Regions from separate parts of the Zea mays genome. Here regions 1 and 2 are each linked to region 3. The links are chromatin contacts, called in public Hi-C maps. All regions are on one chromosome and are shown on one strand. Each heading gives the region's core, a stretch centred on a gene start, on an enhancer-like site or on the middle of the called end of the contact. The rest is flanking DNA. Distances are from core to core; before and after follow the strand shown. Region 1 holds the start of LOC100191327. Region 2 holds the start of LOC100193843. Region 3 holds the start of LOC103635410.

The links. A called contact is a pair of places that touch in the nucleus more often than the background predicts.
Region 1: a contact with region 3 is called in a Hi-C map of ear, with 6 times the contacts expected there. The contact joins the promoter of LOC100191327 here to the promoter of LOC103635410 in region 3. A contact is called at or near these places in 10 of 25 Hi-C or Micro-C datasets (bundle sheath, ear, endosperm and 2 more) and 1 of 3 datasets of contacts at active chromatin or transcription factors (leaf).
Region 2: a Hi-C map of ear shows a contact between it and region 3, with 2.1 times the contacts expected there. The contact joins the promoter of LOC100193843 here to the promoter of LOC103635410 in region 3. A contact is called at or near these places in 3 of 25 Hi-C or Micro-C datasets (ear, leaf and tassel).

What each region holds. Positions count from the first base shown.
Region 1 is chr8:77,862,933-77,866,908 of Zm-B73-REFERENCE-NAM-5.0, forward strand. It overlaps LOC100191327, which reads right to left and starts at 1,396. Exons shown (of 1, transcript NM_001136761.1): 1 at 206-1,396. The coding sequence starts at 1,270. The coding sequence ends at 476. LOC100279239 reads right to left here. Exons shown (of 9, transcript NM_001152260.2): 9 at 3,208-3,676. The coding sequence ends at 3,506.
Region 2 is chr8:78,073,759-78,077,876 of Zm-B73-REFERENCE-NAM-5.0, forward strand. LOC100193843 reads right to left here and starts at 2,183. Exons shown (of 6, transcript NM_001346775.1): 1 at 1,222-2,183; 2 at 510-711; 3 at 232-416; 4 at 1-145. The coding sequence starts at 2,063. It overlaps LOC103635414 (a long non-coding RNA gene), which reads left to right and starts at 4,013. Exons shown (of 2, transcript XR_557366.4): 1 at 4,013-4,118.
Region 3 is chr8:77,584,486-77,588,492 of Zm-B73-REFERENCE-NAM-5.0, forward strand. LOC103635410 reads left to right here and starts at 1,486. Exons shown (of 5, transcript XM_020542416.3): 1 at 1,486-1,787; 2 at 1,881-3,944. The coding sequence starts at 1,939.

The sequences.
Region 1 (3,976 bases), core at 146-2,645, 280 kb after region 3:
GACACTTCTGCTAAGCTATACTGAGAAACCTATACTGAGAAACGACCTCAATCCGACCTACGGATTGAGGGGGCTAGAATCTCTTACTATTTAATTTTAATATTCAATTTTAAATAGTAAGGGATTCTAACCCTAAATTTGTTCAGTTAGAGATAGATTAAGAAAGATTAGGGTAGATTAAACCCATTCTAGTCAAATTTGAATATAAAGAAATTTAATCCTTCCAACCCTCTTCAATCCATCTCTTAATTCTCTCATTCCTTTTCCTTCCAAAGGAGCCGCAAGGGACTCGGACATAGGAAATGGAATGCGATAAGCTCCAGCAGCTAATGGGCCCTACAATCCGGGGCTTCGGGCCTCCATTGAGCCCAAGCAACGGCCCAAAAGGGTGGCGCTGAAACAATTTATTTATCTACCCTTTTCCCCTCATTTTACGGCACGGGAAATGATGGGTGGCGCCTGGCGCGGGCGATGATCACCGGAGCTCGGTGGGCAGCGCCCGTCTCCTGGCGGCCTCCTCCCAGTTGAGCGGCACGCGGCCCTCGCGGTCGCGGCTGAGCCACTCCTGCGCGCCGCCGCGGAGCTTCTCCAGCCGCAGCGCGTCGCTCTGGTGCATGGCGAACACCTTCAGCACGTTGAGCAGCGCTGCCGCCAGCCACAGCACGCTCCCGACCAGGCACAGCCACGCCGGCTCGCCGCCGCTGCGGGGGCGGTTCAGCGCCGCGGCGACCAGGAACAGAAGGCTCCCCAGCAGCTGAGGCACCTGCACGCCCGACTGCAGCAGCTGCGCGCGGCCGTCGGCGCGCTCGTACACCTGGCAGGAGTTGAGCACGGAGCCCAGCACCCACAGCAGCGCCGCGACGAGCAGCATGGTCGCCGCGTGCCGCTGCTGGGACTGGGAGTGGGAGTGGGGGGAGGCCAGCAGCGCCAGGCCGGCGGCGGCGAGCGCGCACCCGGCTGCGTGCACGGCCGGCACGAGGAACTCCACGAGCCCGAGCTGGGCATCGTACCTCGCCAGTCCCACGCGGCAGTCGACGCCAGCCAGGTGCGCGGCGAGGTCGTGTGCGTTGACGGCCGCCACGGCCGCCAGCGCCACGGCGCCTACGGCGAGCCCCAGCCTGGCCGCGGACACGGACATGGACAGCGCCGCCGCCAGGACCAGGAGCAGCGCCGCGAACACGTATGTCCCCGCGTTGATGTACTCCCACCGCCTCGCCGCCAGCGCCGGCCCGTACAGCCGCGCCTCCCTGGCCGTCGCCAGCTTCACCATGGCAGGCCGCCGGACCCCGGATCGATCGATCGCGCGGTGGGCAAAGGCGCTTCTTTTCCCTTTCTTTCTCTCTCTGGCGCTCCGGAACCGGAACGAAGCTAGGAAGCAGTTTCGCGATCGGTGTGTAAGTGTGTTAATGCGGCGCGGCTTGGAGTTGGAGGGAGGCGGCCAGGTGGTGCAGGTGCTCTCGCGTACGTGGCACCGTGCCGTGAGGTCTGCGCCCTGACGACATGCAACAAGCTTGGCACTTTGTGTTGCCAGACGAGCATGTTTGAAGGCACACGCGGACGTGGGCAGTTACATCTGGCAAGCATGCCGTTTGTGCGTCCTTGGCTCGTTGCTAACAAACGGATCAGCATTTGAGGAAGAAAAAAATGGTATCAAGGCCAACAAAAATCATCATTCAAAGCACTACTTATTACTTGCTAAAAAACGTTCTCTATATATTTTCGCTTGAATTAAAGTCAGATGTTCATACTGTTGCAGATATAATCTATAGAGATTTTCTAAATTAATAATTTAGTTAGTTAACATAAAAACTTTTCTCCAGCAGTTCTCTCAATAAATTTTTTAACTTTAACAACTTCTTATCTAAACACATTTACTCTCTACATTTAACAACTTCCTAAACAAAAATGTTGACTGCATTATGTAGGTAATGAAGTTAATTGTTGAAATTTGTGACTTATTCTTTTTTTATTTGGATAGATACAAAACAAAACTACAACATATATTTAAAGAATTATAGAAGAATTCACATTATTTACTCCTAAAGTTATTTAGCAACTTCTTAAATCTATGATTAGAGAGCTAAAATTTACATAACTATTGAACTTGCTAGAAGAGCAACTCTAAGAGCCTCTTTATATTTTTCGTAATCTATATAAATAGACTTTTGTAAAAAAAATACACTCAAACAACTTATCTAAATGGTTATCTATTTCGTGTTTCTCGCTAGCTAAATATAGAAAACGTGAATCTTTCTAAGATATAGAAAGGCTGTTAAAAATTGAAAAGATATAGAAAATGATTTTTATATAAATGACTCTAAATAATAATTTAGAGAGTAAAATTTAAAAAAATAACACACTTGGAGATGCTATCTGTAGTCATCCGCAGACTCTATCTGTAGCTATTGGACGTTTTTTCCCACCCAAGCTTCTATTTCTATCAAACCGTGAAGATATAAAGAGGCTCTAAATTGTTTTAGCTTTTTAATTTACATAGAGTTTATTATGCATCTAGACGTATATTATGTCAAGGTATATAATATTATGTCTAGACGTATACTACCTCGGCTCATAAATACATGACACAATTTATTTATTTTTTTAAACTTTGACTACTCGTATTATTTAAAATACTTATTTAAATATATAAAATATTAAGTCAAACGCAAACTACATGATAAAACATATAATAAATAAATAAATTATAAATTATTATTTTTTAATAAAACTATTGATTAAATTTTTTTTAAAGTCAACAGTGTCATATATTTATGAATGGAGGGGAGTATTTTTCTATTTAGAAACTGCTGACCTGACAAACCGGTGGCAAAGGCGCTCTACAGTTAGCTACTGAGAACGCATAGGTGCACCGTGAACTGATGCCCACGTTCCATTCATGTCTGTGGGTGCCCATCGATCCCTACTCATGAAATCAGTAGGTTAGTGAACCATGTGCCCACTATTACTCCAACGCTGTAGCCTGCAACTCAGCATCCTCTCCAGCTGCAGACCTTGGCCACACTGCAAAGCCCTCTGCCTTGAGAGAGGCTTTTGGGCAGTGAGCACCACCACATTTTCACTGGCCATTCGTCCTTGGCTGACGGCCGTGCAAGGACAATGATCTGTATATAACAGAAACATACAGTGCAGCGGAGGTGTTTGCAAGGAGATCGGTCCGGGAACATCTCAAAGTGCACCCATCCCCCTGCGCCTCACAGAATTAGCTCTCATTGATACAACAGGCAACAGCAACTACAAGTCTACAACAATGCCGTATAGGACGATGAACCCACGATAAACATGCAAATGGGCAAGCACTGCCCGCCGGTAACCCCACTGACCGGAGACCAAAATTAGTGGCATAAATATAGACAAGACAGGCGACGAACATGAACCAGCTCCTTCCTCAAGTACCAGCCGCGGGGGGCACCATGGATGGGGCCAGCAAAATCCGGCCCAGGGTAAAAGGGACACCGGCAAAGCGTATAACCAACAGCAAATGGAATCAACTCTTGTCGCCTGGAGGCGAGTAGCCGCCGCCACCAGGCTTGTCATGCTCGAACTTCACAACGATGCAGGTGATGTTATCGCCGCTCCCACGGGAGAACGCAGTCTCTGTCAGCTTCCGGGCTGCTGCCTCAGGATCCTCCTCCATCTTCACAAGTGAAACAGCGTCCTGTGGGAACAAGTTGAGACAGTCGGTCAACCATCATACCAAAGGATTGAGTGCACCATTAGCAAGAACCCCAATAAGGAAAAGCTCTGTAGATTTTGTTCCCACACCGAGAAACCCAAATTTCATTTACAGCAAGGATCGCCATATCAGTACGTTCAAACAATACTAATGCACACAATACTGACACCTCTGAGCACCAAGGGCTCAGCAGGTGAGGCAACACCGCAAAACCACCAAGAACACGCTGATTAAACCAGCTCAACATGCAACACACTAAGATATCAGCGCCACACAACTGAA
Region 2 (4,118 bases), core at 933-3,432, 490 kb after region 3:
AGCAAACTTGCCTGCCTTAAAAAGGTCATTCCCCCGGGCTCGAGCCAATGCGACTAATCTCACGTTGTTTAGGATCACTTCAACCTCTGAGCTCACGCCATCAATAAGCTTAGCCTTCTCAGCCAGTGCGACAGCTGAATCGAACCTGCAGAAACAGGTCTCAATCATTGTGTCACTAGAACCAAGGAAAGAAGGCGACAAAGCACGATTCCCAAGGCTCGGTATTCGTACCTTCCAAATGTCACGTTGACCTTGGCTTGGACGATATGGACATAAGAGTCAGCTGACATGCCTGAGACTCTGGTTGGCGTCGAAGGCAACGACGCGTCATCCAGTTTCAACAAGCTTGTAATAGTCAAATCAGCTTCCTCTAATTTGTGCAACCAAAGCAACGCTTCTGACCTCAAGGCAAGAAGCTGCAGCGCGAAGTCCGGTTCCAATTTGAATGACTCAGGTCACCAGGAAAATGCATCATCTTCTCAAACGAAAAAACTGTAATGAAGGGTTACCAATCGAGAGGAGTCCGCTCCAACAGCGATGGCTGCGTCGGCTTCCCTGAGTGCACTCTTCCAGTCTCCAATTTTCCTTGCATCCATGCATCTGCCTTGATGGATCTCTACCTCATGCAGCTTCTGCCACTCAGCCGGATCAGACTGGTTTGCACTTCCAGCCAGTGTGAAGTGCGTCTTTGCCTTCTCAACCATCCCAAGCCTGCAATATGGTCAGTCCGTCAGTCAATGTGCAACCGAGAAAAACTTCCATTTTCGATTGTGCAGTCGTAAACATCAACACCGCCAGGACCGCTGTTCATCGAGTACACAATTATCCCCCGTCGTGGTCAAAGCACAATCGATCATGCAGGAAAGCAGTCCCTATCAGCTGCATTGTGTGATGTTAAGTCCACATTAACCCACTGCAACATACTACTAACTATAAAGACGCAAACTTTCTCATGCATGTTCCTCATGTAATCACAGGAACAGAGCTTTTACTTCCAAGACAAGAAAACAAACGGTAATGATCAGCAACGTAATCTGGTAAACATGGCGCAAGGAACTGAATGAAAAGGAGCAGCATATTGGATTTGCACGCAAGCAAGGCGGATACAAGGATGCGAGGTCCTGTGGGCGCAATTCCATTCGATTCAATTTCCGGTGCAGAAGAGCAGGAGAACAGGCTTACAGGCACCGCAGACAAGACAAGCGAAGGAGAAAATCTCACCTGAGGCATAAGCCGGCGAGGCGGCCGTGCGCGCGGCCGCTGGCCGGATCGAGGCGGACGGCCTCCTCACACTCGCGGAACGCTTCTGCTAGGCGCCCGAGCCCGATGAGCGCGGCGGCGCGGTTGCCGCGGCACGCGGCGCTGTCGGGGCACAGCGCCACGGCACGGTCGTAGTGGCGCAGCGCGTCGGCGTGGCGGCCCTTCTTGTACCACTCGTTCCCCGCGCGAGTAATCTCCTGCAGGCCACCGCTGGTGGCCGGCGGCGCTGGCGCAGGGCAGCTCGCCGGGGACCTCGACCTCGAGGAATTGCTGCCGTGGCCGTGGAGCAGCGGGGCCGCGTCACCGCTGGTCCTCGCGGGAGTCGCTCCCCCGCCGCGGCGCATGATGCTGCCGTGGCCGTAGTGGCCGGTACCGGATCCGAGCACGGCCGGGCGAGCGCGCGGCGGCTGCGTGGCTGCTGCCGCCGCCGCCGCCCCGGCGACGCGGCAGATGTTGCCGGTGGGGAGCGCATTGGTGAGCGGCGAGCTGGCGGTGGTGCTGCTGCTGGCACCGGAGAAAATGAGCGGGCCAGATCCGGCGCGACGGTGGCCAGGCGGGTTGGTGCTCTCCTGCGCCAGCTCGCCCGAGTGGTTCCCCCGGCCTCCCCTCCCCGCGGCCGCATTACCGGGCGCCGGCGACTTGGCGGAGCCGGACGAGGAGGACGAGGTGGAGGGCGTCGCTGCCGGGCGCAGGCGCAGCGGCGAGACCGGCGAGCCAAGATCCGCGAAGACGTCGGCTTTCCGGTCCGGCTTGTCCCTGGCGCCGCCGCCGGCGTCGTGCAGCGTGAGGTCGGCCTCTGCCATCACCGGAGGTCGCGTGGGTGGGTGACGGGCTGACGGCAGCCGACGCGAGCGGCGGCGGCGGGGGCAGTCCCCTCGCCGACAACGCGCTGGCAGAGGCAGGCATACAAGGGAGGGAAGTACACTGCTGGTGAAGGAGTGCGTGTACGTATGTATGTGCGTGCGGTGGTGGGGTCTGCTTTGCTGTTCCTGTGCAGCTGTCCTCTCTTCTCTCACCAACTAAACCAACTATAGATGCTAAGGGGGTGTTTGGGAACAAAGTTTTTCTGCAGTTTTGGAAGAATACTGCAGTATTCTTAAATACTGCAGTATTATATACATAATGGTGTTTGGCAAGCTGGGTAAAATCTCTGTTTTCAAAACTGAAGTATTGCAAATACTATAGTTGTTTTAAGGCATTCTAAACTTAGCTCTGGACCTCAGTTTTCAAAACTGCGGTATTATAAACTACGGTATTGTCATAACTAAAGTATAGTATAGTATTTCAAAAACTGTGGTTTTCAAAAACTTTGTTCCCAAACAGGGCCTAAAGTGTAAATATCATCAGTTATTTTAACCATAACAAAAAATAACTTTATAGGATCACCTATATATACATTGGTGGTTATAGATCACTCGTTGGGTCACTCATATATACAAAGATTAAACATCTATCAAAATGGTATATTATACAAATATCAATTATATCTATCTAAATATCATTACAAAAATTCTAGCATCATTTAACTATTCATTCAACAACACCAAAGATAATTGGATAAAGTAGCAACACTAGGATAGTACTACATAGCACATTACATGTTATGTTACATGATCATCAAATAATCGTTAAGCCATTTATGACGCTATAGCCCAAAATGTTGTTAAATAGTAAAAAAGATGGGTGACTGAAACCAAATTTCACGATTTTGGGCTAAATTTATACTGGGTATTTTATACCCACAAATTAACAGGCAATCAGGCATGGTTGAGGGCATAACGTTCTAATACTCGTTTACCCATTGGGTGGAAGATTTTTGCCTAATAAAAGATCCACAGATAGAATATTTAGTCCATATACATACCCTAATGGAATAAAAACCTATTGGGTATCAGGCTGCGGGTATCCATTGCCATCTCTATCTCTAACCCTGCTAGTGTAGTAGTGTGGTAGTAGTCGAAACAGGAAAAAGTGAGAGGGAAGGGACTGGGGAGTGGTAAAAGGATAAGGTCATAAGGGCCTCTTTGACACGGCACGTAACAAACGGTAAAAAAAACAGTTTTTCGTCGAGAGCCTTTTAAAGAGCTGGAGTTGTTTTTTTGTTGACAGCTAGAGCATTGAAAATGTGGTCTCTATCGGTCCCTTCTACATTTTCCTCATACATTATTCTAAAGAAACACAGGAGAAGTTGTTTTGCGAAACAAATTGCAAAACGGCTTCGACTCCTTCAGAGAAGCCAAATAGTCATAGGAGATAGAGCCGAAACTATTTTCAGAGAAGTCGGAGTCTCGCCAAAGGAGGCCTAACACCGAGTCCAGTAGCTACCACCTGTGAATGTGGAAAGCAGGCCATATCCGTATTGGAAGTCAACACGGATATGTGATGCTAGTTCCACCCGTGTTGGACTGTTCGTAAACCTCCGTTACACGAGGAGGAGAGAGAATGCCTAGGTTTGTGAGTTGTATACCGCAATCACGTTTTTTCGCATTCTCTGCCGCTACTTGTTGGAGTGTTCTACAGTATACTGAGGTCACCTTTTTTTACGCATCCGTTATGCCTTTTCGGTAGCTGCTCGACTCAGTCTAATAACATATCCGATATATATATATATATATATATATATATATATATATATATATATATATATATATATATATATAAAAGTTTGGTTCATATGGTGTGCACATTAAATCATCATCATTTATTTTAGATTTAACATCTCTGGTTGCTCCTCCTTATATTTTGCAAATAACTTTTTCCGCCACTGCACTTCACCACTTTAGATGGTGATATTTGCAAAATATCGTTTTTAGGAGGTTGAATTGGTGAAGATATAACCTCACCATTCTTAGAATGTA
Region 3 (4,007 bases), core at 236-2,735:
GATCCTATCACACATTTAATTCATGTCCGGATTTATCCGGGTGTGACAACACTCATGTATCATATTATCTATGGTTCGCAAAACAAGGTTTATCGAGATATATAAAGCAGCCGCCCGAATAAGTATTTCTTCAATAGATTTCCAGCTTTATCTTATTATATGACGTAAACATTAATATTTTTATATTTAATTAAAATTAGAAATATTTGCTACGTCGAAAAGTAAGGGTAGCATTTTTTATATTTCTATATAAGATGTGTTGGGACCATGCTTCGTCGCCGAAGGTCCTGCAAAAAGAAACAGCTTCAGCTGAAGCTGCTTGAACATGATGCCGAAGATACCGTTCACGAAGCTTCGGAACTACAGCATATCCGAAGACGAAGGATCGAACCGACTTAAAGATAAAATGACCTTTTAGCCTTCAATGGTCTGAGTCATTGTTGTAAAGTTTTATGAGGGGCATAATTGTAATTCTTCATGAGCTGTGTCCTGTGCCTATAAATAGTGAACAATATTCCTTTACTGTTCACGCATTCCTGTAATTGCTAACGCATCACTCGAAAATTATTGCTTGTCAAGGCAAAGATATAAATGTGCCTAATAGTTGTGTTCAAATATCTAAAATTCATATAATAATATACGTGAATGATGTTATTTATTTTCGATGTATTAATCTATAATGTTTCATGTTTTACCTTAATTTGTATTAACTCTGTAAGTTTAATTACGAAGGTGAAACCTTCGTAATATTATGTTTGTGACCTTCGTCCGAAGCTCATTTGATCTTCGTGGAGATAATGCTTCGACGGACGAAGGACATTGATATTTAACATTTTGTGTTGTCTTGTTCTTAATTCATAGCATTTGAGAGTAAGTCCCCAACAAAATGCAATGAGTGTAGTAGGTGTGAGCGAGCGAGCGAGGTATATGCACACACGCGCACGTGGATCGCATGCTGCTTGCGCGTAGCTAGCCTAGCCCTTCTGGGACACGGATTATTACTACTCGATCCATGCATTTCTCACTCACTCTCTTTTAAGTTACTAGCCAGTGTGTTAATTAATTATTAGTCAGCGTTGACGACTAAAATGTCGTGTTCGTCTCGCTGTGGATGCACGTTAGCGTACCAGACATATCGACCGGCCGGCATGCATGCATGGAATAGTCGTCGATCTGACAATAATCTTCACCTCCTATTTATTCTTGTAATTAAACAAGTAGAGCATGCCACATGCATGCTTCCTCTGCCATGCACGCATATGTCGTCGACGGATTATGATGAACTGCCAGTAGTTTGGGCAAATGCTAATTAAGAAGACGGAATCATTTAAAAAAGTGATGACGAGATCATGTGCTACAGAGATTAAAACCACAACTTCGTACTGAGTGATGAGTAGTGCGGCGCCGGCGCCAAATTTTGCAAGACAGTGAGAGTCAGTGCACATGCACCTCTCACATCACATCCAATAATTAAACTTGCGCTGGCATTTTTACAAAGCAGAGTCCTTTTTAGTCAATTCCAGATCAGACCAGCTGTCCACACGGCCCCGCACGTCGGCGGTCCAGCCAGGTCACGACGCCCAGTCCCCAACCAACCCCAACAGAAGCCCGCTGCGCTGCCCACCGCTCTTCCACTCCCTCGCCACCCTGCGCCAATGCCGGACCCGACGAGCCGCCGCCACTGCGGACGCGGGGGACCATAGCGCCGAACGGGACGCGCTGCTGCGTCGCCCCCTCCCCGCGCCTCACGTCTGCACTGGCCGGCCACGCCAGCTAATCAAGTCCAGGTAAACCGCCGCCGCCGCGCGCCACCACCGTGACGGCTCCTCTCCCTCCATTTTTTTTCCTCTCCGAGTAGTCTGATCCACCCTGTTATACAGGAGTACCATTTCCTCTTCCGGCCACGGTGGGTTCTCCGTTTCAACGGACCTCCGGTTCATGGCGAGCGAGGCGAAGGAGATGAAGTACAGGAGGAGGGGCAGGGTTCCCGGGCCGCCGGAGCACGGGCAACGCAGCGACCGGAGCGGCGCGCTGGACTGGGCCGCGCTCAAGCACGACCCCGCGGAGCTGCTCCGGAAGCTCGACGAGGTACGGGACCAGATCACCCGCTCCTGCGAGCTCATGGGGCCGCCGCCGCCGGACCGCCACCGCGCGATGAGCCGCCGCACGGTCTCGCTGCGCCCCTCGTACGCCGAGCCGCCGCACGCGGCAGGCCGGGCCCCCGACCACTACCGCTCGCGCTACGCCGACCGCAACAGGACTAGCTTGCCGCCGAGCTCGTATGACCACCGGTCGCAGCGCTCCGTACCCGACGACGAGGCGTACTCCAGGCAGCCGTTCCGGCAGCAGTACTACCATGAGAGGCAGCGGGAGAGCCACGGCTTTGGCCACGGGAGGCGCCACCATAGCTCCTGCCAGTGCGCGCACTGCCTCCAGAGCCAGCGGGCGCCGGTGGTGGCGCCGCCGAAGGACCACGTCCCGATGGCCAGGTACTTCGCGGGTCAGGGGTCCTTTCGGTTCGATAGATCCCAGCCAATCTCGTCGGAGCTTGACCGGAGGTCTGTGGCTTCGTCTCTCTACTCGCACCTTTCCGTGTCCAAGAGGAGGGTGGAGTATTTCAGGAAAAAGGCTGAGAAGTTCTGCCGGCCGACGAGGGGCGCCGCGCCTTTTCTCGTGTGCACCTCCTGTTCCCATCTCCTGCAGCTGCCGCAGGGGAAGTTCGCAGGCCGGAAGAAGGATCAGGTCCAGTGCGGTTCTTGTTCAGAGATCATTGCTTTGGAGCCTAAGCAAGTGAAAGTTCATCCGGTGATCACGCCACCGTCTTTCCCAGTATCAAAAGGTGTCAGAAGTAAAGGTTCCAGTCACCGGGACACCAAGAGTTCCGGGTGGTATCAACATCAGGATGATGACAACTTCAATTTCTATAAGCCGCAAGCACAGAAGAAGGATTTTGCTGACAATATGTCACCGTCTTCTACCGCCAGTTATGGTAGAACAGACAGTGAGCATGGGTCAAACAGGAGCGTTCAGTTAAAATCAGTGCCTGCCAGCAGGTCTAGATTTTCAAATGACCCAAAGGATATATTATGTCAAGGAGATACAGGCGGTCAAGTGGAAGCTTCAGGACAGTGTACAGTCAGTCCACAAGGTCCAATTTTAGTGGACAAACAAATGGATCCGTTCTCCAGTCAATGGAAAGAGAAAGACTATAGTGGTGGAAACCAAATCATAAGAAAAGAATGTGACATAAATACCAAATCAGATTATGAAGCCAACGCTAGAGGTGAAAGTCTCGGTAGGAAATGCATACAGAAGAGTAAAGAAGGTCGTAAGGGTGGGTTTGAAGATGAATTCAGTAATGGAAGAACACATGGACAAAAAGGTAGACACGGTAACACTGACAGTCCTGAAGATGGAATCGTTGGAAACAAATACAAACATAAGGCCGATGATGTTGTTATAAGCAGCCTTGAAGATAAAGATATGAGCATTAAGTATGAACATAATGGTAGCTTTAGATTTGAGGAACTTAGTAAGAGAGATGAAAAATGCAACAAAAAGGATGACAACAATATTCTTGAACTTGAGAGCATAGCTAGGGGATGTGAACAGGACAGAATCAAAGATGACTGCGGAAAACTGCTGCACTCAGATAGTAGAAATGGCAACACGGTGGCCAAGAATTATTCATCAGTTAATGAACACACAAATTCAAGTTCTCTTGTTTCCTCTGTGGCCGAGGTAGATGATATACAGTCTTCAGTTGGCAAGAATGGGGATTCATCCTTTTTTACTGGTTTCCTCAAGAAAGGTTTAAAGGACCTTTCTTTATTCAACCAGTCTGTAGACAGTGCTAAGGTTTATATCAACGGTCATCCAATCTCTGAACGAGCTCTCCGGAAATCAGAGAAGAAAGTTGGTCCTGTTGGCCCTGGTTCATATTGGTAAGTCATTTTCTCACTTAGCCATTTAGAGGTTCCTGAGTTACTCTAATGTCATAATGCCAT